Linked DNA regions of Mus musculus: region 2 is linked to region 1. A link is a contact called in public promoter capture Hi-C data. All regions are on one chromosome and are shown on one strand. Each heading gives the region's core, a stretch centred on a gene start, on an enhancer-like site or on the middle of the called end of the contact. The rest is flanking DNA. Distances are from core to core; before and after follow the strand shown. Region 1 holds the start of Tyw5 (tRNA-yW synthesizing protein 5). Region 2 holds the start of Orc2 (origin recognition complex, subunit 2).

Region 1 (7,050 bases), core at 2,359-4,858:
TCTCAGAACTGCTAGCTCACGGGACTATAAAATATAAGTCTTCTCACTAGAATTGTTTTCAGTCCTTATCACCTTTGGACTGAAGACACATAATTAAAGTATTGTTTTAAAGGTAACTTTTCCACTCTCCACAACTCCTAACAGGCTTGTTTGTTGCTTTTTTTTTTTTTTTTAACTTTAGGGTTGTTTTTAAATAATCATTTCTCACTTCTGTTGAATTCTGTATGTTTGATTCAGTCTCTCTATGTAGCCCTGGCTAGCCTAGAACTCACTATGTAGACCAAGTTGGCCACAAAAATCACAGAAACCCAACTGCCTCTTCCCAACACCCTCTTTGTTTTTCTTGTATTACTTTAGATCGTAAAATATTAATCTGATTCCCCTAAGGCCAGCTATCTTATCACATTCTTCCAGATCATACTCACTCATCCTCTACACAGCCAATTAATTTCTTAAGTACTATTCCTATATTTCTCTTATCCAAAGTACCCCAAACACACATTTGCTTTTTTCTTTTTAAAAAAACGAAACAAAAAAACCCAATGTTTTCTTTTTACAAGTTTAAAACATATACTTTGAAATTCATTGCTATTAGTTTTCACATGTCATTCTTTGTTATAGCTTATATATCAAAGAATGAGTAATAATTTATCTAATTACACTCCCATGTATAGTTTACTTCTTAATATTTTTGTTTTTTTTTTTTAAGATTTATTTATTTATTATATGTAAGTACACTGTAGCTGTCTTCAGATGCACCAGAAGAGGGCATCAGATCTCTGTTACAGGTGGTTGTGAGCCACCATGTGGTTGCTGGGATTTGAACTTCGAACCTTTGGAAGAGCAGTCGGGTGCTCTTACCCCCTGAGCCATCTCACCAGCCCATAGTTTACTTCTAATAACTACTAGTATAATAGAATCCTATAGATACTGTCATATATTTAGAGAAATCTCTGCATAAATTCTTAAATACAAAATTGCTGGGCTAGAGAGATGGCTCAGTGGTTAAGAGCACTGACTGCTCTTCCAGAGGTCCTGAGTTCTATTCCCAGCAACCACATGGTGGCTCACAACCATTTGTAATAATGGGATTGGATGCTCTCTTCTGGTGTGTCTGAAGACAGATACAGTGTACTCATGTACATAAAAATAAATAAATCTTTAAAAAAAAAAAGAACCAAATAAATAAATATGAAATTGCTATAAGCCCAGTGACACACACGTAAGTAGGAGAGAGGTCTGTTGACAAGGAGTGCAATAGGAGAGGGTGGGGTGAGACTGAGTGATAGGAGTGAAAATGAGCAAAATTCATTATTTTCTGTATGGAACTGTCACTGAATTAAAAATCGCTCTGTTATAAAGTAAACATGTAGTTTGTAAGCCATATCAAGAGTTAAATCACTTGGTATAAACCAGTTGGCTGCTATGTCAATACACCCTCACCAAGGGCGAATTATCAAAGCTTCTTAACGATGGGCAACATATGTGGTCAAGAATTAGTTATCTCAGTACAGGAATGAATGACATGACTACTGATGAAAAACTGTTTTTTTTTGTTGATTTGCTTTGTTCCACTTCTAGCAGACTTACAGCAACTGAGGTGAGGTAGGAAGACAGGGAAATTTAAGGACATGGGATAGAAAGGTCCTCACCCTGCAGTCTAAAGTCTCTCACCAGCTGAGAGGTAAGAATTCAGCACAACTAGTCAGGATGTAATGGCACATACCTTTAATCCCAGCACTAGGGAGGCAGGTGGGTCTCTGTGAGCTTGAGACAGCCTGATCTACAGATCAGAATACCAGGGCAAGTAGGGCTACACAGAGATACCCTGTCTCCATAATAATAATAATTCCAGCACAATTAAAAAATCTTGCTGGGAGGTGGCCTACATGGAGGTATTTCTTTTTATAAGTAAGAATATTATAATAGTAACAAATCATGTCTAAGGCCAAAACGCATATGACCAGGTACGGCTTATCACCTTTCCTGTAAGATAGTTATTTTCTAGGATTCTCATGAGCAAGATTAAAGCTCCACCAGCAGTAAAAGACTTGTCTTTTTATATTTTGGGGGTTTTTTTGGTTTTGTTTCTTCTTTGTTTGTTTTTGAGACAAGATTTCTCCATGAAGCCCTGGCTGTCCTGGGACTTGCTCTGTAGATCAGGTTGGCCTGGAACTCAGAGATCTGCCTGCCTCTGCCTCCTGAATGTTGGGATTAAAAGCATGTGCCACCACTGACCTGTAAAAAAAGACACATCTTAACCTCCTTGTGCAATGTTAGTGAACCATGGTTTTACCTGATCAAACTATAGTATTAGCCCAAAGCATCTCTCTTGAAACATGAACTACAACTTCTTAGTAAACTTAAACTCTGCCTTATATTGACTCAATTAGAAATTCTTCTAGGGTCATCAGTAATCCTGTCTTCTCAAAGGAACACTTCAGGCTGCTCCAGCAGCATAGCGTAGCTGTAGCTACAGATCCTATCTTACTACCACTAATATACTTCAGAGACTTTTTCCCTTAGAATAATCGCCAGAATCCTTACTCTGTTATTCTGATACTTGGACTTTCTTGAAAAGTCCTGAGAGCAAACTTATTTTCTTTTCTTAAATCTAACTGCTTTCTGCTACTTCTTTCTTTAAAAACTAAAGGGAGCCGGGCGGTGGTGGCGCACGCCTTTAGTCTCAGCACTTCGGAGGCTGAGGCAGGCGGATTTATGAGTTCGAGGCCAGCCTTGTCTACAGAGTGAGTTCCAGGACAGCAAGAGCTATACAGTGAAACCCTGTCTCGGAAAAAACAAAACAACAAAACAAAACTAAAGGGCTTAATCCTTAATTATGATTCTGGCTTAAATCAAGGAATGACTTGTACCAGAGGAAACCTACGAGACGATTTCCATTGGTTTCCCTGTTGCAATCCTTCATTAGACTGAAATATCGAGTTTCAAAAATCTAATATCTCGAAATACTCCAGGGGCTGTTAGGACCAAGCAAGAGAAGGGCGAGGGATCCTGAACTAGACTTTAGGAAAAACTCCATAGAAAGGGAGCACGTGAGGTCAGAAAGCCACACGCGCGACCTCTCAGTGAGCTTCGTGCCACCCAGCTTTCTCCGGTCATCCTGCTCCCCAAAAATGTGGGGCCGTTTCTCTCCGGGGCTTTGAATTCCCGAGCAGGGCTACAGGTCCCTTCCGCTCACTCCCTTGACAGCAGAGCGCCTTCTCTTCCCCCGAACAATCTCTGGGTTGCAGGAGAGCAGATGGGCCGCCAGAAGGTACCGGGGTGTCTCCCCTGCCTTTCCGCGGCGGGCCTCCTCACCTGTGGATAAAGATGCTCCATGAACTGCTCCCGGGAGACGCCCCGCAGCCGGGGTACCGGAAGACGCTGCTCAGCCATGGTGAAATTCACAGGCCTGGGAATTTGGACGAGTTCTTCCACGCGTGATTTCCCCTGGAAACACTACTCCGGAAGAAATGGTCCGCGTAGGTGACTGACCCCAGAGGGCGGCGGCTGGTTCGAAGTGCGCACGGCGGGGAGCCCGAGGGCTTCGGCCTGGGCTGAGGGCTAACACAGCCGAAATGAGAGGACTCACCCGAGGCGGCGGCAGCGAGGCGGCCTTGGCTCCACTTCTCCAACCCCGGCGAGCTGGTTTCCCTCCGGCCTGCTTTCAGTACTGCACAGGCATGCAGAGGTGAAAGGTCACAAACATGGCGCTGGCCGCCCGTCTCCTACCTCTGCCCCTGCTTTCCCGGCCGCTGCCCGGCCCGGTCACCCGACTCCGGACTCTCGGTAGCACCGAGGTGAGGCTGACGCTGACTGAAATTTGCTGCCTGTGCCGCCGTCGCCTGGGCTCAAGCGCGGCTCCGATCCCTCGCTACACTCGGGCCTGGACAAGCCCTGCGTTGCGTTCCTGGAGCTCCCGAAGATCCCTTCTCGGCCGGGTAGAACATCCTCCAGCCCTCGCTTCTTTACCCGCTAGTCCCAGCCGCAGCTACAGCACCGAGGAGCAGCCCCAGCAACGCCAGAGAACCAGAATGATCATTCTGGGATTTTCCAATCCCATCAACTGGGTCCGGACTCGAATTTACGCCTTCCTTATTTGGGCCTATTTCGACAAAGAGTTCAGTATCGCTGAGTTCTCTGAAGGGGCGAAGCAGGTTTGTTTGCTCCCCTAACTGACCTCTCTGCCTCGTGCATTCAGCGTTTCCGTGATCAAGTGTTTAGCCATGAAGTTTCTTCATTGCGACCCGTGGTATCCAACGATGGTAGTGACCTAGACACTGAATCTTTCGGCCACTTCAGGACTTTAATAAGCTTCTAAGTGTGTTCGCATGGTCGTCAGGGAGGAGGGGTTCATTCAAGAAACTAGGATGAAGGCCTAAGTTCAAAGCCTGTTTGTCAGTGCCACTCTAAAATTAGTTAATCCTTTGGGTATGATTTTTCCAGAATTAGAAGATTAGAGAAGACAGTGCCTGGCACACATAGTAGGCACTTCATAAGTATTTGTTAAGTAAATCGAATGGAGTAAGTTATGGTGAGGAATAAGATAACACTGCCAAAGTAATAACATATCATTTCAGGTACAAAGGCAGTTTCCTACCAGCTGTTTGACAGATCTGAATTGCCTTCTGCATTCTCTACCTATATATTCTGTCAAGGATAAGAGTTTGCTGAGGCTGCTGGTCTACTTAGTGTCCAGGTCTAGCACACTGGTGATTCCTAGCTCTGACTTTGCCCATCGTGACCTTTCTGAATAGCAAGTGATGTTGCCTTAACAATGGTCACTTTGAATCTCAAGATCATTGACACAGTTTGTGTGTACATGCTTTTCTTTCCAGGAAGACTTTTTAAATCTCCTTTCATTTTCTTAGGTTGTCAGTCCCTAGCATTTCAAAACTGTTGATTAATACAAAGGTAGAAGTCATAGTTTATTCTCCAGTTCATACTGGAATAGACCATCAGGATAATAATTTAACAACATTGACTATATGCTGGTATTTTTAATTTTACTTCTGACTTATTCAGATTTTCCCCAATTCCTAGCCATTTATACCCAACTCATGTAGTTGTAAATGAGTTCTCAACTTCGTGTAATCTGGGGCAGTATTAACTCCTGTCTCCCTGGGTCCACTCTTAGCTAATATATATGTTTGCTCAAAAATAAAAGTGAGCAAGCTTGAGTGATAATGCCTACCTAAGTATGAAGATAGGGTGAATTTGCTAGTCTGTTCTCTGTGTCAGTTGTGCACAGAGGGGTAAAATGGTGGGATCCTACTCCTTACTCTGCAGTGTCCACACATGAGTCTGCTCCATCACCCATACATAACTACACTAGTTCAGGAATGGAAATCATCATATGACGTCAAATTGAAAAGGCCTCTTGTCCAATCCTTGTTTAGACACGATGAACCCAGGTGTGCTGGCGAGATGGTTCAGTGGCTAAAGAACATCTTTCAGAGATCCTAAGTTCCATTTCTAGCACCTACAAGGTACCTCATAACTAACTCTAGTGTGGAGAGGATCTTACCAGGGTAGCCTCATTATTCATTATTACATTTTAGAGCAGTTTGCTCAGGTATGATCTTGACCAACCAAAGTAGAGACGAGGGTTCTGCATAACGGTTATAGTTCCTAATATCTGGATTATCATTCATGCTGCATGTGAGAGCTTTCCAAACATAGGAGATCCCTGCCCCAGAGTGTTCAGGGAGACCTTGAATTTGGGTATGTGCATGTTCTCAAAAGTCATCTGCATTGAATTGTGGTTGTTTGCTAGGGCTATTATAGAGGGTGTCTCAGACTAAACAGCTTAAACAGAAATATTCCAATATCTAGAGATGAGAAGTTTGCCTTCTCCTCAGGCCGCTACATTTGTTTATGTCTGGCATCTCTAAACATTTCCTCCTGTCATAAAGGTACTGATGATACACTAACCAGCTTTTTATTATTATTATTATTTAATCACTTCTTTAAAGGTGTTGTCTCCAAATAATATCATATCCCAAGGTCTTAGAGTTTAGGGCTTTACCATGACCATGGCAGAGAGACAGTTCAGCTAGTAATCATTTGCAGTTCTCTGTTGCACGTGCTCGCTTTTCTCCAGCCAGTAGTCAGGTTTCAGCTACTTCCTTTATGGAACCTCTGTGGTCCTCCAAGATTAGATAGTTCTCTCTTATATCTTAAATTCTTGAACTTGTTGGCTAACATGTCTTCTCTCAGCTGGCTTAAAGCTCCTGAAATACAAGTGGGATCTGAATGTATCAGCTTTTTCTCATTGCTGAGTGTGGAGAATTGTGGATTCTCTTCCCCCTTCTTAAAATAAGACCTTATACCTCAGGTTGAGAGTCACTGTCTTAGATCATAAGCTATTTCTCCTTTCTCCCACTTTTCTAAACCTAACATATATCTTAGAGAGGTTCTGTCTATAATCCAGATCTCCAGACTTCAAGTACAATCTAGACTCCAGAGTGTTTTACTTTCTAATTGCTGTCTGTAAATGATTAAGAGGTATATCATAGTTGTTTATATCATCATTTTAAAATAAAATAGAAGGTAATTTTTTATTGAGATATCTAGTATATATGCCACATACTGTCATTTCCCAAGACCTAGAAATGGATTCATAATTTGTAGTCAGCTCATTTGTAACTGTATATGCGGGCAAGCCATCTGAGAAAAGGCAATCAACTTAAAAGCAGTCATGTCCAACATTATTGTAATAGTTTTTGCTATCACGTTTACCATAAAGCAGTTTTTGCTCTACTAACCATTTAATTATGAATGTGGTATGCTATTTTATGTGATGTTTTGAAATAACTGTCATCTTTACATTCCTGTTTTTTCAAGGCTTTTGCTTATGTATCCAAGTTGCTGTCACAGTGTAAATTTGATCTATTGGAAGAACTTGTAGCCAAAGAGGTAAAGTGTTCTTTTAATTTAAAAAGTCCATGATTCTTGGCATAGACTGATGCATGCATGGCTCCATTTCTGCTTTCAAACAGAACATGCGCCAACAGAGGGTGTCTGTCCTTAATGGTACTTCCGGTCACA
Region 2 (6,051 bases), core at 2,309-4,808, 1.1 Mb after region 1:
TTCCATTTGTATGTCTCTCAATGATGGCCTGAAACTGGGACAGCCAAGCCCTTTCTTCCCCAGCTTGCTTTTGGTCAGAGTCTTTACCACAGCATCAGAAAACCAAACTGGGACATGCTCTCAGAAATCCTATTTTTACCTTTCCTTCAGAAAAACAGAACAAAAACAAATAACCCCCCAAAACAAACACCAAAAACCTAATGGTTATCTTTTACAACTTACTTATTACACAGATCATATTGCTAAATTTTTGTTTAATAACCAGCATAATTAAATGGCTTTTTCTTTTACCTTGTAAGGTGCTATGCATTCTGCAGCTTGAACATCCAGTGACCTGTAACTAGAAGTCAGTCAAGATCAGCTAGTAGGTGAAGGAAAGCACCCCTCCCAAAGTGAAGAGTTTTAACTAACAGCATGATGTGTAGATAATTATCCTCAAGAAGCTAAAGCTGCTATGGTGGCAAGAAGAGAACAAAAAAGTAATAGGCTAAAGAACGTCACACTGAGAAAACTGTCTAGACTGGTAAGAAGCAGGTTAGAGGAGAAAGCTAAGCACTCACTATGAATTTTGTTTTCTGCTGTAGTGTTGTTATGTAGCCAAGTTCAAACTTCTGCTTTTGCCTCTCAAGTGCTGGAATTAAAAGTGCCACCAAACCTAGCTCTTTACATGTATTCTCATTTAACCTTGGGAGCTCTAAGAGGTTATATTTTGTGGGGAAAAATAATAACTATTTCACTCACAGAGTCAGAACCATATCTAGCAAACCATACCCTTCTTGGGTCATTTCATAAATAATTTGAGTATATTAGACAAAATGTGTAATACATCTATATGATACCTATATGAAGAAACTTAACAATTTACACTTGAAAAACAGAGTTTTTGTTGTTTTAATACATTATGTAAGATACTATACCAGGCACCTTTAGATACCCCAGAAACCAAGTATGATTCAAGTACATTTTTGTGTATGTGTGCTATTACTCTACTTTATAAATAAGTAAACTTGTTGGTTAAATATTGAATGATTCACCAAAACTCACACAATTTAGAGACCCAGTTTTGACTGATTCTTAAATTCCTGATCAGTCGATTATATAGCTTGTTCCTTTTTCATTTATCTTGTAAAGTACTTCCTGCCACTGGATAAGAATCTTACCCTCTCTGAAAACTACTTATAACATGTCATCACAAAACAAAACATATAGCTTTGAACTTCCAGGCAATGAGAGGAGAGAAAGTGTGGGGGAGGGTCAGACTACAGAGAATATTATTATCTAATTTTCATTAGTAAAAGATAAATAATTCTTGAGAGTGAATTTTCAAGGACTCATAAAAATATTCTAGGTAACTAAATATTATCACAGGCCATTTCCCTAAGGGGGTTTATTGTGTACTTGTAAGTGCAGAGGTCAGAGGACAACCTCGGGAGTCAGTTGTCTTATTTTTTGAGACAGGGTCTCTCAATAGCCATGGACTTGTAGACTAGGCTGGTTGACCAGCAAGCCCTGGGAACCGCCTGTCTCTGCCTCCCTAAGACGGCAAGCTCCCTGCCACCATTTTTTTTTTTAAATGTAGGTTCTAGGGATTGAACTCAGGTTCTCATGCTTGCAAGGCAAGCACTTTACCAACTGAGCCATCTCTCTAATACCTGTTACATTTTCTTTTACTTTGTGTGTGTGTGTGTGTGTGTGTGTGTAACAATTATCTCATGAGTCCCAGACTGGTCTCCAACCATGTAGCCAAAGATAACTTTGAACTTCTGATTATGCCCCCACCTCCCATGTGCTAGATAGGTTACAGGCCTGTATCACTATCATTAGCATATGCAGTGCTGGGGTGGAGCTGTGGGCTTCCAGTGTGCTAAACCAAGCACTTCATCAACTGTATTACACCCCTAGTCCCTTAGTTTACTATTGTGAAGGTCTTACTTTATAATACAAGCCAGCTTTGAACTCATGACTTAGCAGCCTCAGTTTTAAGAGTAGTGGGATCATAGCTATGCCCCATTCCCAGATCTAGTATTTTAATCACTAGGTGAGCAGCCCTATATAGTCAAGGATAGCCACGAATCCTTGTTGTAAACGTGCTTAAACATTATGAGTGGTTTTTGCAAAATTTTCTGTAACTGTATTGTGATATTCTCAGCCACGAACTTTGTAAATGACAGCAACAAGGTATCCAAATGTCAAAAAGGCAGGGTATGCCTGTTCAGCCTCAAATGCATTTATACAACATCTCCGATTTTTAAGATATTTTATGTAATACAAACAAAATCACCTCAACTGAAATTCCTACCAAGACCTCCTAAGAGAATGTCCCCTTCTTTTCTGCAATTCCTCAGAAAAACACTACCTAACAGATACACAAGAAAACTGCAATCTGGGAGGCTGACTAGACAGCTCAGTGGCTAAAAGCACGTGTCCTGCAAGCGTCAGAATGGGAACTGAGATCCTTGTAGTCATTTAAAAGTTGAGGAGCACTCAGAACTGGGGAGGAGGAGAATGGGGTTCCCCGAGGCAAGCTGGTTAACCAACAAGGACCCGGTTAGAGTAAGACCCCGCCTCAGTTAAGAACGATCCAAAAAGACATCTAAAATTAACACACACTACCGGCACATATGCACCAACATCCACATGAATGCACATGCCCATAATCAACCAATGAAATGCAGATATCCACAGGGAGCATCTATAACGGATAGTGATTATCTGTAGGGCTAAAGGGTCAATTCTCTTCACAGTCAACTAACTACAAGGCAGCACCAAGTGTTGGCAGCCATGCACTTTCCTCTGGGAGTAAACACATTTTTCAAACCAAGCACTGCCCCAAGGAGACCTTTAGGGACACCCGGCCGGGACAACAGAACAGACTTCAGCAGTCGTTCCATCCCGCGATCCCTTGAGCTACATCCCTCCGAGTTCCTTCTCCTCTGGCAGAACACTGCCATTTTTGTTACAGTTCCTTTTCATTCTCTTCTCAAATAAAGGGCCGGGTTAGCCGGAAAGCAGGCACGGTCCGTGCAGGAGACTTCTCGCCACAGGACAGCCTTGGCTTTCGCAGACAGCGCCTCTCACCCAGGGGGGCTGCTCCCCAGCATCCTCCAGCCTGCGCCCGGCGGCCTCGTCATCTCCCGCCATGGTGGGCGAGCGGCAAGGCCACGGGTGTCGGGGGAAGCGCGCAGTGAGCCGCGGCTGCAGCAGGGCGCACTGGGACTCACCTCTCGAGTCCGAGCCGGCGGGAGGGAGAACGGCCGCGAGGCTCACTTGAGCCGCCAGCCAGGACTCCCGCCGCCGCGGAACACCCCAGAACGGCCCGGGGAGGCCAGCGTCTAGGGAAAGAGTCGACCGGTCCAAGCCGAACCTGCGCGCCCAGCAGGGCAAGGGAGCTGCGCGCAGCACACTGAATCCCCGGCCGCCGGTGGGCGGTGCCCTAAGAAACCAATGGGGAGCCGAGCCGCCCAGAGCGACGGCGCCGCAAGCCCGTTGACTCGGGCCATAGGCCCTCGCTCAGTCGGAAAACAGATCCCCCAACCAATAGTGGGTTCCCGGGCTTTCCTCATCTCTTCAGTTTCCGTTTCCGGGGGAAGGGACCGTGCGCGGAGCACGCCGGATCTCTGGAGAGACAAGTGTGTGCTAGCTGTCTGGAAGTTAAGGGCAGCGTCCCCGGTTGTACGGTTGGTTGGTGTTTTATGTCAATCTTAATATTGTTAGTCTAGCTGCTCTGAGGAAAAAAAAAAAAAAAAAAAAAAGATAATGAAGATGGATTCGCTTGAGGAACAGCGAATACCTGCTCGCATATGATGCAAAGGGATCTCAAGGGTTTGAGGGAGGGCGGAGCCAGAGCATGAACAAGAAAATAGGACCATACAACTAATGAAATAAAGACACGAAAAGGGGGCTTATACAGAGGAAATGAGAAGGAAAACGAGTGAATCTGGCTGGGATACATGAAAATATTTGTTTACTAACAGGACTACGTCATTTGGATTCGCTTATTCCGAACTTATCATACTTAGAACCAACAGTAAGAATACAATACTCAAGTAGAGGCACCTCTGAATAACTGAGCTTCTGGGTAATTGAACGAGAAGAAACTGAACATACAGTCTTGGGGAAAGTGCTAGAATAAGGCAGCTGAATACTTACTCATTCTTGCCAATGGATATAAACACACTGGCTATAAATGTGATGCCTAGAGAGCACAAATCCCAAAGTTCCAACCTTTGTATCATTTCATTGAGCTCTGAAAATCAAGCTCACAACTTGGGTTTGGTTCACTATCTTAACACCACCTTGTGGTTAGGTTTTTGTTTTTAACCATATCAAGGACCGTCCGGGGCTAGGCTGGTAACTGGGCTTCCAGGTGACCTGCCGGTGGTTTGCTTCTAGGTCTCATCAGAGCTACCTGGTGGCAAACTTCTATTGCACATGCATTGCGTTATTTCAAGTCATACAAAATGGTTTCCAAGTTACAGAGAATGATTTTTAAGTTATGTTCCTAACAGCAGGGCACAGGATTATATAATTATAAGACCAGAAGGAATCAGGAACACTTTCCTTAAAGGAAGAGATATGAAAACTAAGGCCTGAATTGATTTGAATTTTCTAGGAAGAAAAGCAAAATGAAAATAGATGAATAAAGTGTCAAAGTGTCAGATATTATGAATTACAAGTTGGTACTTAAGGGACTGGCCACATTTGTATTGAAAGATTATCTGTGGAATATAATAGTGGGAAGGAAGAAATGGAGTCAGACTTTTTGGGAGCTGTTTAGAACAGTGGTTCTCAATCTTCTAATGCTGGACCCTTTAACACTTCCTCATGTTGTGGTAACCCCTGATCATAACGTTTTTGTTTGTTTCTTTTTGCTACTTCATAACTGTAATTTTACTACTGTTATGAATCATAAATGTAAATATTTCTGGAGATAGGGGTTAGCCAAAGGGGTTATACTTCACAGGTTGAGAACCACTGGTTTAAAGATTCCAATTGAGAAATGTGAGGATACTTTACATACATCCGTATTTCACTTTTGTTGGACAAATTATTTAATCCGGACCCAAATTACTACCCACCTTTGATCATTTAGTTTCCGGATAAAACATACACACAACCTTTATAAACCTTAAACAGCACAAGAGCTGGGCAGATACCTACCCTCTATGCTATTAGAATCTATTTTCCTATAGATAACCCAAGTTATTACTTACTATGTTTCATCAATAGGAGGGAATTCATGCCAGGTACTGTTGAAGGGCCACAACTTGACAAGACAGACTCCATCTTGTAACCAGACCTCCATTTTATACACTAGGCCCTGTTCTCGGTTAAACTCTAATTTATTAAAAAACAAACAAACAAACAAACAAACAAAAAAACAGCTGGGTATGGTGGTGCACACCTTTGATCCCAGCACTCGGGAGGCAGAGGCAGGCGGATTTCTGAGTTCGAGGCCAGCCTGGTCTACAAAGTGAGTTCCAGGACAGCCAGGGCTAAACAGAGAAACCCTGTCTTGAAAAACAAAAAACAAAACAAAACAAAAAACAAACAAAAAACCCCCCAAAAAACAAAAAAAAAACAAAAACATACAAACAAATAAAAAACCTTTCCAGGAAGGAACCACCCTAGACATGATCCACCAGCAAGAAAATACCTAACGCTCTATATCTGTGTAGATAGATATAGATAAAACTGCTTAAGCCAACTGAAATCATTGTTAGACAGTCATATAACTGCTAAGTTGATAAGTTCCTCACCTTGCTGTAACTGAAATAAAAATGTTAAACCTTAGGTGCTTGAGGCCTTCTTTGCTACCTCACATTGATAGAGGAGCCAGAAGGTCCAAGCTTGAGTTTGAATAAAGACTCTTTGCTTTTGCATATGAGTTTTATTCCTGGTGGTCTTTGGGGACCCTTGGATCGGGGCATAACATTTGGGGGCTTGTCCGGGATTCCCATCCCCCCAGGACTCCTTGAACTGTTGAGTCAAAACCTGACTGGTAGGTGTCTGAATGTTTGTCCTCTGTCTTGGTGTCTTGGCTCTCTACCC

Evidence for each region. Promoter capture Hi-C pulls out the DNA fragments that hold promoters and counts their contacts.
Region 2: a contact with region 1 is called in a promoter capture Hi-C map of the HPC-7 cell line. The contact joins the promoter of Orc2 here to the promoter of Tyw5 in region 1. A contact is called at or near these places in 4 of 39 promoter capture datasets (the HPC-7 cell line, cranial neural crest, embryonic stem cells and 1 more), 1 of 484 Hi-C or Micro-C datasets (CD8 T cells), 2 of 115 datasets of contacts at active chromatin or transcription factors (large pre-B cells and pro-B cells) and 1 of 9 other capture datasets (adipose tissue).

The regions. Positions count from the first base shown.
Region 1 is chr1:57,403,066-57,410,115 of GRCm38.p6, forward strand. It overlaps Tyw5 (tRNA-yW synthesizing protein 5), which reads right to left and starts at 3,609. Exons shown (of 8, transcript NM_001037742.2): 1 at 3,319-3,609. The coding sequence starts at 3,396. It overlaps Maip1 (matrix AAA peptidase interacting protein 1), which reads left to right and starts at 3,201. Exons shown (of 5, transcript NM_001081181.3): 1 at 3,201-4,157; 2 at 6,847-6,918. The coding sequence starts at 3,708.
Region 2 is chr1:58,501,551-58,507,601 of GRCm38.p6, forward strand. Orc2 (origin recognition complex, subunit 2) reads right to left here and starts at 3,559. Exons shown (of 18, transcript NM_008765.3): 1 at 3,222-3,559; 2 at 292-340. It overlaps Gm15834 (a long non-coding RNA gene), which reads left to right and starts at 3,566. Exons shown (of 4, transcript XR_865442.3): 1 at 3,566-6,051.